Regions from separate parts of the Mus musculus genome. Here region 1 is linked to region 2. The links are chromatin contacts, called in public Hi-C maps. All regions are on one chromosome and are shown on one strand. The core of a region is the stretch at or near the end of the contact, and the rest is flanking DNA. Distances in the headings are between cores, read along the strand shown.

Region 1 (5,644 bases), core at 2,425-4,924, 170 kb after region 2:
CTTGCCCTTGGCCTCTTCTACTTAATTCACTCTAAAAAAGAGAACGACCAAGCACCTGCTTCCAAGGAGTCGGAAATCTCAAGTCTCTCGTTCAAACTTTAAACAATCTACAAAAGTTCTAGTCTATAGCATTTACTATATGAAAGTTTAAACCAGGCAGGGGGTGGCACACCGATGGTTCTAGCACTTGGAAGACTGAGGCAGGAGGATAGAGGGTTTAAGGTAAGCCTGAGCTATATAGCAGGGACCCTGTCCCTAAAACAAGAACAAATAAAAACACATTTTAAAAACAGCAAATAATGAGCTAACTTCTCAGTCAACATCATGGGTGAAACCAATGTTTCAAGAAAAAAAAAAAAAAAGCAGTGTTATCCTTTATGACACTTGTCCCCCAGCCTACTGTTGGCACTCTAAAGTAGCACCAAATAACTCGACCTGCTCAGCATAGGTGATCTTTGTAACGGCTTAACCCAGTCAGTGATCTTTACCCAGATGTTATGAAAGGGACTAAGCTGTGGCATGAATCCCTGGTTTCCTGACTGTGACCACAGTAAGAACTTTATTGGCTCGAATTTCTTTCTCGCTTAGAGAGGGCAGTGAAGTGTCTCCTCATGAAAATGTCTCCTGTTGGGATACCTGAAACCACAGGACAACACAATGTTCAACAAGAGAAGAGAAAACTTACAAAAACTGAGGTGTGGACAGAAAATTCCTTCCTCCCAAGTCCATTGGGTATCTGAACATCAGGAAGAAATAAAGATGGCCGACAAGGTTTCCAATGAGCTCATTGATCACCCTGCAAAGAGAGGCAAGTCAGTGCAAAGACACCCAGGCAACACAGTGAGCTGCAGCAAGCTGGAGCCAAGAGCATGGGAAAGAGTCGTGTTCACTGTCGTCCATTACCGTCCCCGGGAGTCGGCGACAGCTCTACAATGGGCCCTTTTATAGTGAGGGACAAACGTATTCTGAGGGAGAGGGAAATCAGGGCTGAAGAACGAATGAGGCCCACAGCTTCCAGGCCCAAAGCACCTCTGACATACATCTCTTCCAAGACCCCAGTCCATCCTCAAAACATTAGTTTTATTCCAGTATGTCTCAGGAGGTGGGGCAGGCGCAACGCGAGTGAGTTTCTGAGCTCTTGCCTACACACACGATGTTTGTAAAACAGACAAATACGCAGACTACCAAGAGAAGAGCATGGGAGGGAGGAAGATGGACAGCAACCACTGCTCCCACATTTCTGGAGCTGTGGTTTGCATCTCTCTTGCATCGCTGTCAGTGAGATGAGACACACAGAGATCACTTAGGACTGCTGAGCCTTGCCCTGCATCCTAAAGTCAGTACTGACTCTTCAGGTCTCCCAGGCTCACACAGGCACCTGCAGCAGCCACGGCTGCTATTTACATATCCTTCTTCCATCTTTACCCACGTGATTCTTGCCGGAGCAAACGAACACCTGCAACTTCCCACACTCTGCCCGAGTAGTAGGGGAGCCGAGAGAGGCTGACCAATGTCAAAAGGTGCTAAGCTCTACAATGTCCTTCTCTTCAGGCCACTCACTTCTCTCTGGAAATACACAGGAGTAGTAAGGACCATCTAGCTCCAATACATCAGGCTCTAAGAAGGGTTAGGACTTTTGCAATCTACTAACTCTTGAAAAATTGGTAAGAAAGAAATGAGAGCTCTTAAAATCTCTACCTTGGGTTTTGTTTTGGGTTTGGTTTATTCGAGATAGGGTTTAGCTATGTAACCCTGGCTGGCCCACCTGCCTCTGCTTCCCAAGTGCTGCAATTAAAGGTGTGTGCCACCTATCATGCAGAGGAAGGCTCTTCTCATTCTTAAAGATTTAAAATACATATCTGTAACTGTTGTGCATGCCTATGTGTATACACAGCATGGGCACAAGCACAGAGGGGCTGGAGATATCAGAGACCCCTGGAGCTAAGGTTACAGGCAGTTGTGCGCTGCCCACCATGCGTGCTGGGAACCAAACTTAGATCCTCTGCAAGAGCAATCTCTGCTCTTAACCACTGTGTGGTCTCCCCAGACAGCTCCTTCTAAAAGGTCCCTCTCTAAACTTAAGACTGGAAACATGAAAGGGTTTCCTACATCTCAGTACCAACTCCAGACCAACGGAGGAGAAATTTGACCCTGCCTAACAAAGTTCTACACCATCAAACCATGTACAGAGGTACTTCTCATCTAGAAATCTCCATTTCTATGGCAGTAGCCATTTCCAAGGCATTCTGGGAGTGTCTGAAAACAAGCAGTAATCTTCCAGATAAGATCCGAAGACAAACCAAGGCAAGTAAGTTCTGTATTTGCCCAGTATGGATACTGAATCCAGACAGGCATATATTTATTCAAACAAATAGGTCTAGAAACACAATGTGTCTAGTGACAAGCTAACAAAATGATAGCCATCCAATGTCAAAGGTGCTTACATCCTGTAGTGCAACCAATTATATCCAAACACCTTTCTCTCTAAGGTTCTAACATATCAACACTCAGTCTTTAAAGTCTTTAAAAGCCTAAGAAAGGAAAATAAAAATGAATCAAGTTTCCCAAGGATTAGTCTCCAGATAAATAAATCTAACATTACTTACGAGCCTCCAATGATATAGTTGAATCCAAGGATAACCCAAGGTAAGTAACAGGCCTAGGAAAGAGGACACAGATGTGAACAGCCGAGTCTGAAAACACATGGCACCTGGGGAACTGAAAATGGGGAGAAAGTAGTGACCAGGGCTTTACAGAAATCACTAGGTCACTACAAAATTTCTCAAATCTAAGGCCGGCCCTACTGCACTTACATCTTCCTATCTAAAACTAAACTTATTTGTCCTACTAAGTTAATATTCACAAGGAAACTAACAAGTATCTTATGGATGACAGTAAAAACACCCCAAACAGAACCACTGGAAGACTTCAAAAGCGATTGTTATAAGTAATTAACTTGAATTTTTATCTAACATTGTGTGTGAATGTCCTGAACTAACAGTCTCCCAACAAGATATTAGGGTTCCAGATCTGACACCCTAGACCAAACTTAAGCTGAGTGAACTTCAATGGAACTTCAGAAACTAGTAAAAGGGAGCTTAAAAATAGTTATGAGTCTAACTGGGGTAAGTAGTAGCCCGCAGACTAGACAAGTCTAACTCCAGCCAGGAGCTCAAGCAACATTCAGTTCTATAATTACAGGTCGTCGTTACAGGTAGAAAACAGCAAACTCCAGGAACATAGGGGGTGCTATTCTAGGTACAGTATGTGGCACCTAATAGGAAGTGCAGGAGTGACAAAAAGATTAGAAATCGCGGGTTTCTGCATGTTGTCTCTCTTGTAATCCCTCTTGTGTGCTCGACCCCTCTCTCTCTCCACACACACACACACACACACACACACACACACACACACACACACACACACACACACACACACACACGATCACTGAGGGGCATATCCCTGAAGAGGCTTAGAGGGTTTGGAAGTAACAACAGCAAGGGATGCTGGGATGCTAGGAGCAGGACTGAGGAGGGGGAGGCAGACGCCTGCCTGTGGTACACTACTCTGCAGCGACCCCTTCTGGAAGTGTCAGAAGGTACACATCTGAGCTCAGGCAAGATTACCACAGACTAAGTTCCACTGAGCTATATATTCCTCAGAGGTAAACTACCTTAAATCGCGTTCCGAACCAGAACGACACGATCAGGTCTCTGTTCAGCTGGGCCCAGACGTAGAGCACTGACATGATCAGAGGGATCATCAGCAGCTGCAAAGGAAGTCAGGACAGGAAGCTCAGCGCCACAGGCACGAAACAAGGCTTAATGTGACTGCCTGCCTATCCTGCCCACCTCCCAAACTGCACAGGAAACCCTAATGTCACAATCACAAACTAACCGCATTATTTATCATACAATGAATGCCATAAAAATCTATGATCAATACATGAACTCAGAAACATCAGTTCAAGCTGTTATTTGAAGGAAAAAAATATTTTCCTTAACTATCTAATCTATTTTCAATGAATACATAACCCCACACACACCCAGGAAATACTGCATAACCATTACTCTGAGCATTCAAGCATAAGCCAGAAATGAACAAGGAAGCCAATGGTTAGATATGCCTACAAGAGCCTCAAAGGCTTAGCTAACAGTATAATCAGTTCTCATTCTATGCATTCAATGTAATCCCAACTTCTGAAACATACAGAAGGGCAAATAGTTGAAAGTCTTACCTGCATATCCATTGCTAAGCCAGTAATCTTGGTTTGTAAAGTCAAGGATCATATGCAGAAAGTATTCTATAGATACCAAGGCTGAGCTGCTCATTTCTCTCCAGTGAACGTCACTACACTGTTCCAAAGGAAAACACTTTCTAACTATCAGATTACTCAAGATATAGGAACACACAAAAGTTCTGATCACTGCAGAAATATCCACTCGCCAGTACAGTCAGTAGAGCAGGAGACATGGAAATGAACAGCCTCACCATGACCTGCTCACCTGGTATCTTCTTCTACACCCTACTACTATTTTACTATTTAGCATTCAACTACAGGATAGACAGATCTGTGCATTTGAAACAAATGCTTACACTCAGGGACAGCTTTTTTTTTTTTTTTTTTTTTTCTCCATTCTCTTAAAGGAGAGGGAGTATTCCAGGCCTTTATGTTTCTGGCTCTTGATCAACTTTAAACAGTCGTCAGGTCCAACTGTTTGCTTATCAATAGTGCCTCACACAGAGATAGACCATGCCCAGAGGGGGGTGCTTTATGGACTAGATTGTTATTTAGGACCAAAAGATGGACAGCAACGAAGTCATGAAATGATGCTGGCTGTAAATTAATTTCTGGAAAGAACCAGAAAGCTGTCTTGTGGCTGGCATGGAATATCTGTGCTTCAGTCAACAAACTGTCATCCCAGGGAACACAGAGAACTGGGCTCAAGGAGACAGCAATAAAATTCCACTGAATATGGATAAAAATCCCAGAGACTCCAGTGAGAGAAGGCATCTCCAAAACATGGGATTTACCCTGGCTTCAAAGACAGAACCTGATATTCTCATTATTAACTATAGTTTTTAAAAGGTATCAAAACTGATTTAAATCGTTTTTAGAATACTATTTCCCAAAACCTTAAAAGGGAAGTAGGGAGTTCATTATGGCCTGAGCAGCCCTGAAGGATACAACGATGCAGATCCAGTTAAAGAGAAGCATGAATAAATAGTCTGCTGGCCTCCCGTCAAAAGCTCCTGGAAACAAACACAAGGCAAACATCAGGCTTTAGAACTGGGGAACAAAGTAGCCTCTACAGAGAAAAATACTTTAAAAATAATACTGAAGACATTTAACATCACTTCTTTAAAACAAAAAGTGTGACCTTTGGGACATAGGAGCACCTATCTGCAAAACAGAGGACTAAGCAGGATAGCGTGGACGACTCCTCTCTACGGCAATGCTCACAGCAGCACTAGTCACGGCAGCCACGAAATGGATTAAACCAAGGGCCCATCAACATTATCTATATAACTGACAACAATGAGGGATGAACTACATCTACATGCTACGTAGGAGAACCTTAAAATGACACTAAGTAAAAGAAACAGTCACAAAAGATCACAGATGGTATGATCCTATCACAAT
Region 2 (6,051 bases), core at 1,380-3,879:
TTATTTATTTATTATATATGTGTACACTGTAGCTGTCTTCAGACACTCCAGAAGAGGGCATCAGATTTTTGTTATGGATGGTTGTGAGCCACCATGTGGTTGCTGGGATTTGAACTCAGGACCTTTGGAAGAGCAGTCGGCGCTCTTAACTGCTGAGCCATCTCACCCGCCCAAGACAAGGAATTATTAATAGATCATCAATTTGACTAAGCTGGCTAGCCAGTGCTCTGCCCCACCCATTACTGGGCCGTAGCGTGTTCCTCCACCCTTGGCCTCTTACATGGTCTGGAGATCCGAACCCAGGTGCTTGTACCCGCACTCTGCCAGTTGAGCCATCTCCCCAGCCTAAAGTCCATGGATTTTTTTTATCACATGGTTTAAATAGTAAAACATGCTGCCCAGCTAATGGGACTGGTTTAATTACGCAGCAGAATCAGAGAACTTGAGAGGTCATCAGCCCCCTGGGAAGCCAGGAAAGGCACCTCTGGTCTGGGCCTCTCTCGCTGGCAAGCTTAGACAGTGTGATTGCATCCTCGGGTGTGGGAAGCAGTCTTGTTCCTGAGAATCTAAGAGAGTTCTGTCTGCCTGCCCCCAGCACCTTTCCTCTGAAGGAGTAGCAGGTATCTGAAGCAGCATTCGAGAGCAGAGAATGCATTTGCTTCCTCCTACAGGTGGTACAGCTGGAAACAGTCTGCCCTACAGACTTTGTTCCTGAGAGCCAAAGAAGCAGGTCATCATTATATCCCTTCCATCTCAGCCCATGTCCCTTCCTCTGTCCTATATCTACGCAGCAGCCATAGCCAGAATCCTGGTGGCCCCAGCTCTTCTGCTCTGGTAATCATCCCTAAGGCATCTGGTGACCTGCCTGTAACCCTTGGCCTCTTCAGTCCCAGACAGCACAGCCAAGCCCCCAGGCTGCAGTGGCCACCCTTTCCGCAAGGTGGGCGCTTAGTGCATATTCATGGAATTTCTCAATGCTGATGGACCCACAGTGACCCTTATCTGAGATATAAGCAGTTGGAGACTTGGCACACTGGTGATTTGTCCTGGCAACAGATGAGACATCTTTGTACCCTGTGCTGTTGGTAACCCCAAAGGCAATGCTGGAGTTAATCATGAGAGTAGCGGGTGGTCATTTACAAGCCAAGTCTTTTCCCGGGAGAAGACAGAGAGGGAGGGAGGGAGGGAGGGAGAGTGGGGGAAAGGAGAGAAGGGAGGGAGGCAGGCAAGAACAGAGAGAATTTTCCTCATTTCCGATGCATGTTGGGGGCTTGCCTGGAAGACATGCAAGCAAAATCAAGCCCACATCTGGAATTACTCTGCACATGTAGACAGGTGCACACACTGCTAGGACATTGCTTGGACTCTCTGCACAACCTTGGCATCCGCAGACACACATGCAACCTGGTGGTCTGCTTTGTGGAGTTCCCATTTGTAGACGCCTCACTCTGTCCGTCCCGACTTTTGGCAAATGGAAAAAGCTATACATTTGTATAGCATTTGGAGGCTTGTTTAATAGCAAATCTGTAAAGCACCCCAAATCCTAGGTTATCAGTCAGGGGCTCATTATTGCTAATTATCTATTCATTTTGGATATATGTAATAAAAGTCTCAGGACCTATTGGGCAAATTATCATTTTTAATAGGATAGTTACTTAAGTCAACATATTCCTGCACCTCTCCCATGATGACTCCTTTTGTAAAGACGAGATGAATTTTATAGGTTGAGATTGACAGCTTTTCTAATGAGCAATATTTTGATATGGAGTTTATTTTATTAAATTGGGGGGGGGGGAGTCTGGGGAACATGATGGGTGTTTTTATTTCAGAAAGTAAATTCAGGATCTTAAGAGACACAAATATTTACTGTATCCTCTCACCGTCCCCAAAATGCGTTGTTTGAAGTAGGATTGTAGCTAATGGCCCACCCTCTCTCTGTTTGGATATGCTGTCGTGGAACTTTCTACTATGGAGCACACAGCCCGAGAGAAGTTCATGAACAGGCAGGGCTTGGGAGAGCGGAAGCCAACTCCTCCATCCTGCTGCTGTCTTTGAGCTAGTCATTCACCCCTCCGTGGCCTAAGTTTCCCCCACCTGCCTTCTGGGCTCTGAATCCTGTTTCTCAGTGGGCTACCCATCGGGCTGGCTCTGCCCAGTTCAAACTGACAGGCATCTGCAGGTGGGACTAGCCTATCAGAAGTCCATTGGCTCCCAAGTTCTTGGGAGTAACCAGTTGACTTAAGCCTTTCTGGAATTCTTGTAAGAGAACTTGACTTGCCACCTAAACTGTTCCTGTGGAGCCGAATCTGTCCTGACGGTTCCTTGGAAAGCCTGCACAGTGCTGAGCAAGCCAACTGCCTTGCATGCCTTCTGCAGGTCCAAGCCAGTGCGTTCCAGAGCACTGTCTGTAACCGATTTAAGGAGAAGGTGCTAGAAAGGGAAAAAGAAAGGGTGGCAGGGGGTGGAGAGGAAAGAAAAGGCTGGCAAGTTCTCAGTCCCAGAGCCTGGATGGAAAAGTGAGTGGGTCACTGTAAGGGGAGGGCGCATGCGTACTGAGGAGCTGGCCACAGGGCCCTCCCTCCTCCCCTTCTGGAATGCAATGTGTATTTACTGCCCCGTGGATCCCAGTTTCTCTCAGGAAGTCATTTTTTCCAGGGCTAGAGGAGAGTAGCAGGCTATCTCTCTGGAGAACTCCGCCACTCCTGGAGTCAGAACTCTTGGGGATCAAGGGGTGGTAACTACAGGGGAGCTGAGTCAGAAGATGATATTGAGGATATATAAATGACCCCCACCCTCTTGACCCCACTCCTGCTGCGAGACTGGGAAGGAAGTGAAGATAGAAAACTAAAAACAGCGTAGTAACTCCAACCTTCTCTCTTTCCAGCCCCAGACAGTCCCAAAAGACTATGGCCAGCACAAGTGTAGCCCCTCTCTTAGGCGGGCAGGTGGGGCATCATCTTTTTGCTGAGGGTTCCCACTTGAGAGACAGGGATTTTCCCCTTCCTTCACAGGTTTTTGCTGGAGCTTTCTCTACTGTGACATCCAAGTCTCAGCTCTCCCCCAAACAGGATGCTCTCTAACTGGTCCCTAAGTCATGTTCATCTATCCTATAACCCATACCCAAGCCCAGGACTGCTTGGCTTGGATGGGTCTTTGTTCTGGAGTTGTCCTAGGCCTCGGCTGTGAGCTGGTGTTTAGGAGCGGTGCCCTAGCCTCTTCACTTTCCCCCAGAAACTCCAGATTGTGTCTAGCCCCCTGGAAGTGTGAAAACGTCCCACTAAGACCCCGGGTCCAAATTACTCCCCTTTCTGTCTTCCCATCCCTCTCCACTCTCTGTAATGGTCCTTATTTTTCCCTTGGCCCAATAGTTCTCTACCTGGCAGCACACTGCACTCACCTAAGAAGTTTCTAGAAACCCCTTTCATACCTGACCATACCTTAATCATTAAACCTGACTCTCTTGGGTGTGGAAACTCTTCGAAAAGTGTCCCAAATCAGTCTGGAGGCCTTCCTGTAGGCTCTCTGATCCCCCCTGGATAGTAAGCCACCCCAGAGAAGGACGCGTAGTGGGCTTTGGTTGCCACTGCATTGTCAGCAATTAGAACAATGCTTGCATCCCTGTAGGGACTCGAGACTAAGACTGAGCAGTGAAGGAATGTTCCAGAAACTCCATCATCACTCATGGGTGGGTTCTCTGGAGGGAGTCTTTCATTTTTGTTACTCATCCAACAAACATCAAGTCTTTGCTGCTGTGCCAGGAGCAGGAGCAAAGCCTAGAGTGGGAAGACATGGAGAGTGTGACCCTAGGAGCCTCCCGTGTCTAGGTGCCAGGTGCAGATGGCAGTTAGAATGCAAAGCAAGCTGGTTGCCCCCAACAGGCACCAGACACCCTGCACCCCTGTGGAAGGTGTTCCGCTCATATTTTCACACTTGCTAATCCACACAGTTCTTCACAGTAGGTGCTGCTGCCATTTCCCAGGGGAGAAAACTAGGCTCCAGGGAGTTACCTAATGCCCCCCAGAGTCACCTGATGCAAAGCCAGGTCTGCCTCTTGAAAATCATTCACTCTTTGCATCACTTCGTGCCATGTGCAGAGGTGAGACTGGATGGGAGGCTTGTGGGTCCCCATGAGCAAGGCAGATGCTACAAAGAGAAACCCTACCCCAACCAAGAAAGTTACCCCAAGCTCTTCTGTGCTCTGATACCATGATTGTCTGGATTCAGGCTTCTTAGGAGCAGACCCCAAGGCAAAGACTGTCCTAAAACAGTTCTTTGATAAGGGGAGGACCACTGGTGGCCAGCACGGAGAAAGTCCAATAAGAGAAGGTAGTCCAGACAAGCAAGTCACTGTGCCGGACAGCTAGAACTAAATCCTGTTGTAAAACTGGGCACCACAGAAGACCACACTTCTCAGGGTTGTCTCACAAAATATTATGATCCTTCCTTAATTATAGTGTTCCATTGGCCTTTATACCTCTGTTTTCCCATCTGTGGAAATGGACACAAACAGGCTTTATTACAAGCACACATTAGAAAAAACTCATAAACACTGCCTACACCATGGAGTACTGTAGAGGCAGCTGAGTCAGGTATCCAAGAAAGAAGTGCCATACACAATGCCAAGAGAGTTTATGAACTGCTTTATAGACAGGCAGGATTAAACAGGATCTGCAAGAGCAAAAAGAAAAAACAAAAACAAAACAACAACAAAACCACAGAACAAAACAAAAAGCCCAAGAACTAGACAAGAACTAGATGACAAGGCTGGAAGTTCTGCCTGAAGGAGCCAGAGTGGGATTGGCCTGGGACTTGGGAGAAAGACTGTCCCATTTAAGAGCTGGTATACCGGCCAATATTGACCCATGCCTAATGAGGCCAGCCAGACACCCTGCTAGATACACTGAGACATGCAAGCTATATTCACGGTGAGGGTTGCCCTTGCCCCATTCTGCAGGCTGGAAGCCTGAGGCTCAGGACTGTCTTTCGCTCTGGTCTCACAGTGGCGAAGGAGAGCTGGGATCTCTACCCGATGACTTGGACCTTTGACTTTCATCTCTCTTTCCTTCTTCCCACTGTCAGAGCTCAGCAGGAGATGGAGAGAGGTTGCTGTAGTGATGAAGATGGTGGCACAGAGGGTAAAGCAGGCGGGCCGTGGGTCTGCAGGGGGATCTGACCCGGAGCAGCCTGCCAGGGAGCTGCTCGTGCTGTCCCTGTTAGATCATCAGAGATGGAGCAAGGCCTGACTCCTCGTGGGCAGACTCAGAGATTTTCCAGTGAGTGAGCTACTGACCTATTAACTACAAATCAGACCATCACTCAGGCCCTAAATAGCGTTGTTACTGAATAATATAATTGAAAGTATTATCCCTTTAAGCTTCTGCTAATGGAGAAAATAAACCATTTGTTCCTAAGGGTTTTGAAAACTATATATCTGTTGATTGAGGGAATCCTTTTTTTTTTAACATTCATTCAGAATTCTACACTGCATGCGAAGGAAAGCAGAAGCATTACAATCAGGGGTTATAGGTAGAGAGAACAAAATATTGATGTGTGAGACATTTAGTGGTGACCTTGCCCTTGAAGTGAAGGGCTTAAGGCTCCTGCTTGTGGGGCCAAGGATCCATGGAGGGGACATGGGATGGCCACAGTGAGGGTTAAGATCACAGCGATAATGATATATGTAGGGTCCAAGGTTAATGGCAGCATCGACTGATTTCTTGCATCAGCCACCCTGACCCTCCAGACAGGTCCCTTACCTTTTTCCAGTTCATTTACTCATCATATAATGGGGCTTATAATTCCAATTTTAAATACTTGTAAGACACTACTGGTCTATTTTTGCCCAACTCTTCTTTCATGTGAGGGCCACACAGCTATATCTGAAGATAAGAAAGGTCAGGGTGAGAGACGGCAGCACCAACAGTAATAGTACAATCACAACCCCTTTCACCAAGAGGTCTTTCTATAATGCCCAATATATAGGTATATAAAAATAGATACACAAATAGAAGTTGCTGAATAAATCATGAAGAAATGCCTCTTACTATAATT

The links. Hi-C and Micro-C count contacts between places; a contact is called where the count stands out from the background.
Region 1: a Hi-C map of muscle stem cells shows a contact between it and region 2, with 1.8 times the contacts expected there. A contact is called at or near these places in 3 of 39 promoter capture datasets (embryonic stem cells, liver and second pharyngeal arch cranial neural crest), 35 of 484 Hi-C or Micro-C datasets (B cells, DN3 thymocytes, LSK cells and 17 more) and 12 of 130 datasets of targeted methods (the HPC-7 cell line, the NIH/3T3 cell line, PVALB interneurons and 8 more).

What each region holds. Positions count from the first base shown.
Region 1 is chr15:57,874,812-57,880,455 of GRCm38.p6, forward strand. It overlaps Derl1 (Der1-like domain family, member 1), which reads right to left. Exons shown (of 8, transcript NM_024207.4): 3 at 5,189-5,253; 4 at 4,238-4,264; 5 at 3,674-3,769; 6 at 2,607-2,659; 7 at 686-796. Among named protein-coding and RNA genes, the nearest start is that of Derl1, 15 kb to the right of the region's middle.
Region 2 is chr15:57,709,967-57,716,017 of GRCm38.p6, forward strand. The region is part of intron 1 of Zhx2 (zinc fingers and homeoboxes 2); the gene reads left to right. Among named protein-coding and RNA genes, the nearest start is that of Zhx2, 18 kb to the left of the region's middle.